Regions from separate parts of the Sus scrofa genome. Here region 1 is linked to region 2. Evidence: chromatin contacts called from public HiChIP or PLAC-seq data. All regions are on one chromosome and are shown on one strand. Each heading gives the region's core, a stretch centred on a gene start, on an enhancer-like site or on the middle of the called end of the contact. The rest is flanking DNA. Distances are from core to core; before and after follow the strand shown.

Region 1 (3,478 bases), core at 23-2,522, 190 kb before region 2:
TAGCTACTATTTTGTTATTGGCTTACTCATTTATATTTCTTAAACATTTTTTAGAACTATATGCCAGGCATTATTCTAGAAGGCTGAGTACTGTTCTAGATACTAATTATAATGTGTATAATTATTGAGCATGTCTTAAGTTTATAAATTTTTAAAATCTCTTTTACAGTTTTGATTTTGATTCTTCCAGGTTCTTCAGATAGATCCTGAAGTGACAGATGAAGAAATAAAAAAGAGGTTTCGGCAGGTATGGTACTATGTTCCTGTAATAGATGGAGTTTGAACCTTTTGAAAATGTACTAAGCATGTGATTCTCTTAGGACTTGCTATTATGACTTTTTGGCCAAAATTTAACCCCCTCCCCTTTTTTTTAAAGGCTATGTAACTCTTTAAAAAGTCTACAGTGGTGTAAAAATCTTAAACAATTTAATGACTATAGCTTACCTGTGAAAAGGATGAATTTTATATCCAAATAGAATCTTTCCATCCCCTTAATTGTGGGAGAAGTACAAAGTGGAATAATAGAGCTTACATGGAATCATTCTTAGCAAATGCCCTAGCTTCTAGGGGAGAACATGTTAAACAATTCATAATAGTTTTCTGGTTTTGAGATCTCATTCCTCAATAATTCTGTCCTCTGCAAACTTACATATGAATACTCAGAAGATACTTGGTTTAATATAAAGAATGCTTTCTGAAAATTTTCTAGGAAAGGAGATCTATAACCTCTGATTCTTGCCTTTTCTAATATTTAATAACTCATGCTATAAAGTTTTATGGTAGCCTTTTTTTTTCATTTTTTATATAATTATTTTTTTTTCATTATAGCTGGTTTACATATTAGTAGCCTTTTTTACTTTTATTTATTTATTTTTGTCTTTTGTACCCGGGGCATATGGAGGTTCCCAGGCTAGGGGTCTAATCAGAGCTGTAGCTGCCGGCCTATGCCACATCTCATGGCAACGCCAGATCCTTAACCCACTGAGCAAGGCCAGGGATTGAACCTGCAAACCTCATGGTTCCTAGTCAGATTTCTTTCTGCAGCATCATGCTGGGAACTCCCAGTAGCCTTTTTAAAAACACTCTTTCAGTTTTGATAGCTGAGCAACCCCCTAGCCCTTTGCAAATTGGATTTTCTCTGTATTTCATGTCTTTAAAAAAATTTTTTTCCTTAGCATATCTCTTATGTACTTCCTATTTTAATAGGGCCTGACCAGTGCTGACTCTAATTCTCAGCGCCTGCATGACAGACTTGTTAATATCCAGTGTTGGTGGTTGCTCGTTCAGTACAGTCATTGCCCCCACATTGCTGACTCATAATCACTTCTGATCTACTATTAAGCCAAGGTGTTTTTTATCTTTGCCTACTCAATCATTTCCCATTATATAACTTGATAGCTTTTTTTCTTCCTGAGTTACACTCTGGACTTGTGTTTAACTTTTTTACCTTTTCCTGAAATTTCAGGTTTTCAAATATAATGTATTAGAGGTCTTTCCCAATTAAATGAGCAATCATTCAAATTCATAGTCAAAACTTTTAAGATCTTTATGTAATCATACAAATAACTCAGTAACTACGTTCTTATTTAGTCATTAATCCGGCCAGGTAGTTAAGAACGTGGGTGCTAGAGCTGTATGGCTTGAGTGTCAGTCTTGGCTGTACATCTTACAGGCAGTGTGAGCTTTGGCAAGTTACTCTTAACCTTTCTGTGCCCTGTAAAATGCACTTATTTGTAAAATGCACATGATGATGGTGACTCCATCTAGGGTTGGTGTAAGGATTTGCATGAGGTGTAGCGCACATACCGCACTTATACTAGGTCTTGGCATATGGTATGTCCGTTTCATGTGCTATTGTTAGTGCGTGTTAGACAGTAAGTTCTTTACTTGCATTATCTTGTTTCGTCCTTGTAACAACACAGTGAGATATAGGTATATAGTATTGTCCCATTTACAAAGGAGGAAACTGGGGCAGAGCTAGATTAAGTGAATTGCTTGAGGTCTCACAGCTAGTAGGTGATTGAAGTTGGAATTAGAACCCAGGATTCAGGCTCTAGTCATGCTGGATTTAGCCTTAGATTCCCACTTGCTGTCCTCCCCGAACGTAGTCCCTCTTTTCGCACTGTTTTTATCGGTGAGAGTAGGTCAGTGGTTCTTAACCTAGGCTGTCTGAAAGAGTCACCTGTGGTCTTAACCCAGGCTGTCTGAAAGAGTTACCTTGGGGGTTTTTGTTTTTAAAATTTTTTATGATAGAAATTTTATTTTATTTTAGTTTATTTTATTTATTTTATTTTTTCTTTTTAGGGCCACACCTGTGGCACATGGAGGTTCCCAGGCTAAGGGTCTAATCAGAGCCATAGCTGCCGGCCTAAGCCATAGCCACAGCAACGCCAGATCCGAGCCCCATCTGTGACCTACACCACAGCTCATGGCACCGCTGGATCCTTAACCCACTGAGTGAGGCCAGGGGTTGAACCCACAACCTCATGGTTCCTAGTTGGATTCGTTTCTACTGTGCCACGATGGGAAATCCAAGAAATTTTAATTACATTTTAAAAAGAAAGAATAAAATGGGATTCCTTGGTCAAGGATCCAATGTTGTCATTGCTGTGCCATGGGTTTGATCCTTGGCCTGGGAATTTCTGCATGCTGTGGGCACAGCCAAAAAAAAACGAAGAAAGAAGAAATCAGTGAATGCCCATATATTCATCTGTATGCAATGGTTTACTTCATTATTTATATATATATTTTTTTGCATTTTAGGGCTGCACCTGCGCCATGTGGAGATTCCCAGGCTAGGGGTCAAATTGGAGTTATCGCTGCTGGCCTACACCACAGCCACAGCAATGCAGGATCCCAGCTGTGTCTGTGACCTGCACTACAGCTCCCGGCAACACCGGATCCTTAACCCACTGAGCGAGGCCAGGGACTAAACCCGCAACCTCATGGTTTCTAGTCAGATTTGTTTCCGCTGCTCATTACTGATAAATTTTTGTAGCCAATTAATCATTATAATATAAATTACAGATACCATGATTCTCTATCTCTAAATACTTAAGCAGTTATCCTGCCAAGGTAAAAATGGACATTTTCTTGGCATTCCTGTTGTAGCTCAGCAGGTTAAGAAGCCAACATAGTGTCTGTGAGGATGCAAGTTCAATCCCTGCCCTTGCTCAATCAGTTAAGGATCCAGTGTTGCTGCAAGCTGCATAGGTTACAGATGCAGCTCGGGTCCGGCATTGCCTTGGCTGTGGCCTAAACCTGCAGCTGCTGCTCTGATTTGACTCCTCGGCTGGGACCTTCCTTATACCCTACGTATAAAGGGGGGACAAAAAAGGACATTTCCTTGTATAATTACTCGTCACACCTAACAAATTAACACTAATTCCTTACTATCATCTGATATGAAGTCTAGTAGAGGCTTAAAAAGTACAGATGCTAGAGATTGATTCAGAAGGTCTCAAGCTGGAAAGTAGAC
Region 2 (3,188 bases), core at 91-2,590:
TGAAAGGGATCTAAGTGTACCAAAGCCAAACCTTGTATTAAGAGTGGGAGACTGAAGCCCCAAGTGAACCAGCATCTGGTCCAGGTTTGAGGTGCCACCTGGGCTAGGGATGTCATAAACTTGCAGTTGCTCAGATGTACCAGCCAGGCCTTCTGAGTGTGCATATATAGGTTCTTGTCCATTATGATGTAGTCATCTTAGATTTGTGTATTTGTATATTTATATGTTTCTTACAGAAGTTTTCCAGCAGATGGTAGTCAAATGCTTGAGGAAGAGGCACTTTTTCTTATTCACACAGGAACTCTTGTGCTAAGTCACTGAATCTGGCAAGAAGAAAAGATGAGAAGGTTAATGGAGCAGGATGAAAAAAAGAAGCAAAGTTAGGGCCTTGCTCAGAAGAAAGTGGCAGAAGCAGGGAAATAAAGCATAAGAGATGGTGAAGGAAGAGGAAGAGAAATAATTTCCTTTTTATGGATTTATGCAAATACAGTGTCTTTGCCATAGCAGTATCATCTGTGCATGTTTTAGGTATTGGTTCCAGGTAGGATTTGAATTTGTTACATTGCCGTGCTTCTGAGAACCATCTTCAGTGGACTTAAATCAGCCATTTCCCAAGGTCAGTTTCAGTGATACAGTATCTCAGTTGCAATTACACAGTGTAATAGAAAATTCCAAATGTGACAAATGCTGTTGTCATATTCAGTGGTACTCTGGGGCTCCTCCCCTCCTGAAAGACATAAAACCCAGGCCTAGGACTTTCTGGGAAATGTAGAATTGGAAGGAAATGGCTCTTTGTTCCTTATTACTAACTAGAAATCAGGGGCTTCCACTTCTTTTTTTTTAACTAATAGTTTCCTCTCCAAAAAAAACATCCTTTCATCACAGCGCAATGACCAGAGCCTAGACTTGGAGTCAGGAGCTCAGATTCTAGCTACTAGCTTGTTTGTGATCTGGAACAAGTCACTAATCCTTTGGATCCATTTTCATCTGTTAAAATAGCAGATGGGACCCATCTCACCAGATTATTTTGAGAATTAAGTGAAAGAATAACTTGAAAACTGCCTTGTATGCTGTAAAGTATAGGAGCTGTGGAAGAGGAAGCTGGTGTGCACAGCTCTCATTCTGCTTTTATTGAAACTCCCCACTCTAAGGTCTTAGGGACTTCGCCCTTAGTGTGAAAGTTAAAATAAGAACCTGGAGAGCACAGTGCCTAGAAAGTGTGTTGGTGTATGAATGGCACAATTCCACATTATGAATGGCACAATTCCACATTATGAATGGCACAGTTCCACCTTATTTGGGCAGAGGGCCTGCTGGATCTCTGGTTGCCACCCCTAATCCCCACCAGGCAAACCGCATGGGCTGCCCTATTTTCTCTAGGCACAAGCAGGTAAACCTCACAGCAGCCCTTTGCTTTGGTATTGGAAAAAAGATAGGGAGGAATGTCCTAACAAGAAATTTTTCTTTCTCATCAGGTAAGGAGAGCTGCTTCGAGAGAATTGTGTCAAGGTTTGGAAAGAAAGTCACATACGTAGTGATTGGAGATGGACGAGATGAAGAAATTGCAGCCAAACAGGTAACGATGGTAAAGAAAATAGTCTGTGTTGGGAATGCACTGAGCAATTGGAAAAAATGGTGAAACTCAGAAATTTTAGCAATCTGTTGTGCACACACAGTGTTTGCCCTTCTTCCTCTTCCTCTCTCACTTTAAAGAAAAAGAAACGTTCTTTTTCCCCATGTGGAGTTTTCCCTTTTTTTTTTTTTTTTGTCTTTTGTATTTTTAGGGCCACACCTGCAGCATATGGAGGTTCCCTGGCTAGGAGTCGAATCGGAGCTACAGCTCCCGGCCTATGCCACAGCCACAGCAACGCCAGATCCGAGCCGTGTCTGTGACCTACATCACAGCTCACAGCAACACCAGATCCTTAACCCAGGGATCGACCCCGAAACCTCATGGTTCCTAGTTGGATTCATTTCTGCTGCGCCATGAGAGGAACTCCGAGTTTTCCCTTTAAAGTGTTACATCCTCCTCTTCCCCTTCCTTTCTACCACTCTAAAAATCATAAAATCTTTGAGCCCTCCTTCAAGGGCCCCCATCATTAAACCTGATGTGGGCCCCATTTTGCAGCTTCATCTTAGAGGGCAGTGCCTTCTCGGGAGCATGAGACTTAACTGCTTAGAGGCCAATCATTTGGACCTTTCCAGGCTTTGGAGCCTTAAAAAACCAGTGCAATCAATTGGGAGTTGTTTATTTAGAGAAGTCCTTCCTCCTCCTGCGCCCTAGAAAGATGGTTCTGATATTAACCTCCTCACTGGAGATCCCAACTCCAGGTCATCCTTTCTTAACCCCGGAAACAGTAGATTTTAAAAGTCTTGGTTATGGAGGGGAGTTCCCTGATGGTCTAGTGGTTCGGACTCAGTGCTTTCTCCGCACCGCTGCAGCCTGGGTTCAATCCCTGGCCTGGAAACTGAGATCCCACATCAAGCTGCTATGTGCCACAGCAACAACAACAACAAAGTTTTAGCTGTGGAATCTAAAATCAGATAGTTCATATCTCACCCATTTATTAGCTGTGTGACTTTGGACAATTTACTTATTCTCTTTGAGTCTTCTGTAGAAGTTCTTTCCCTCTCTATCCCACTTTTTTTCTAGCAACCTTATTCTTAGACTTGTAGACAGTAGGTTGCCAACTGAGGACCATCTGTTCTGATTTTCTCCATCCAGTTAACACACAAAACCTTCAGCAGCTGTTAATAAACTCTGACATTGGTAATCAGTTGGCATTATTACCTCATTATGTTTTCATTTGCCACTTTATGTAGCAATTCAGTGACTTTTATTTTTTTCATGTTACCTCTAAAGCTTTGATTCTGAAGTGCTTGTTGCTCTCTGGGGAAGATACTAGTAGACGCAGGCCTCAGTGCTTCCCAGTCTGGGGAAGGGAGTGAGGGAGATGAAAGAACAACTCAAGTCATAGGAGTTGACATGAGGCGAGATTGTGCCTCTAAGCTAAAGCTCATAATCATCTACCATAGCATATACCCATTGGAAAATGCCTTCAAGCTCCATCTAGATCAGTCTCTCCCTGTGAGGGGTCTTTTCTGCAGCTGCTTTAACAGAAAACTTTCAAGTCCTTGCTTGAGTATATACCTAAGGATGAGGAGTCTGTGTCCCAGGCATCCTGTTC

The links. HiChIP or PLAC-seq counts read pairs in DNA pulled down with a chosen protein or histone mark.
Region 1: an H3K27ac HiChIP or PLAC-seq map of alveolar macrophages shows a contact between it and region 2. The contact joins two enhancer-like sites. A contact is called at or near these places in 1 of 47 Hi-C or Micro-C datasets (embryonic fibroblasts) and 1 of 2 datasets of contacts at active chromatin or transcription factors (alveolar macrophages).

The regions. Positions count from the first base shown.
Region 1 is chr6:85,288,700-85,292,177 of Sscrofa11.1, reverse strand. DNAJC8 (dnaJ homolog subfamily C member 8) reads left to right here. Exons shown (of 10, transcript XM_003356239.4): 4 at 191-247. Among named protein-coding and RNA genes, the nearest start is that of DNAJC8, 17 kb to the left of the region's middle. Within about 2 kb of position 1,272, at least 1 of the 83 cell types and tissues checked has an H3K27ac peak or open chromatin away from gene starts, as enhancers often do. A contact at or near this core is called in alveolar macrophages, where this site is marked.
Region 2 is chr6:85,100,478-85,103,665 of Sscrofa11.1, reverse strand. It overlaps EYA3 (eyes absent homolog 3), which reads left to right. Exons shown (of 18, transcript XM_021095661.1): 17 at 1,476-1,576. Among named protein-coding and RNA genes, the nearest start is that of XKR8, 17 kb to the right of the region's middle. Within about 2 kb of position 1,340, at least 2 of the 83 cell types and tissues checked have an H3K27ac peak or open chromatin away from gene starts, as enhancers often do. A contact at or near this core is called in alveolar macrophages, where this site is marked.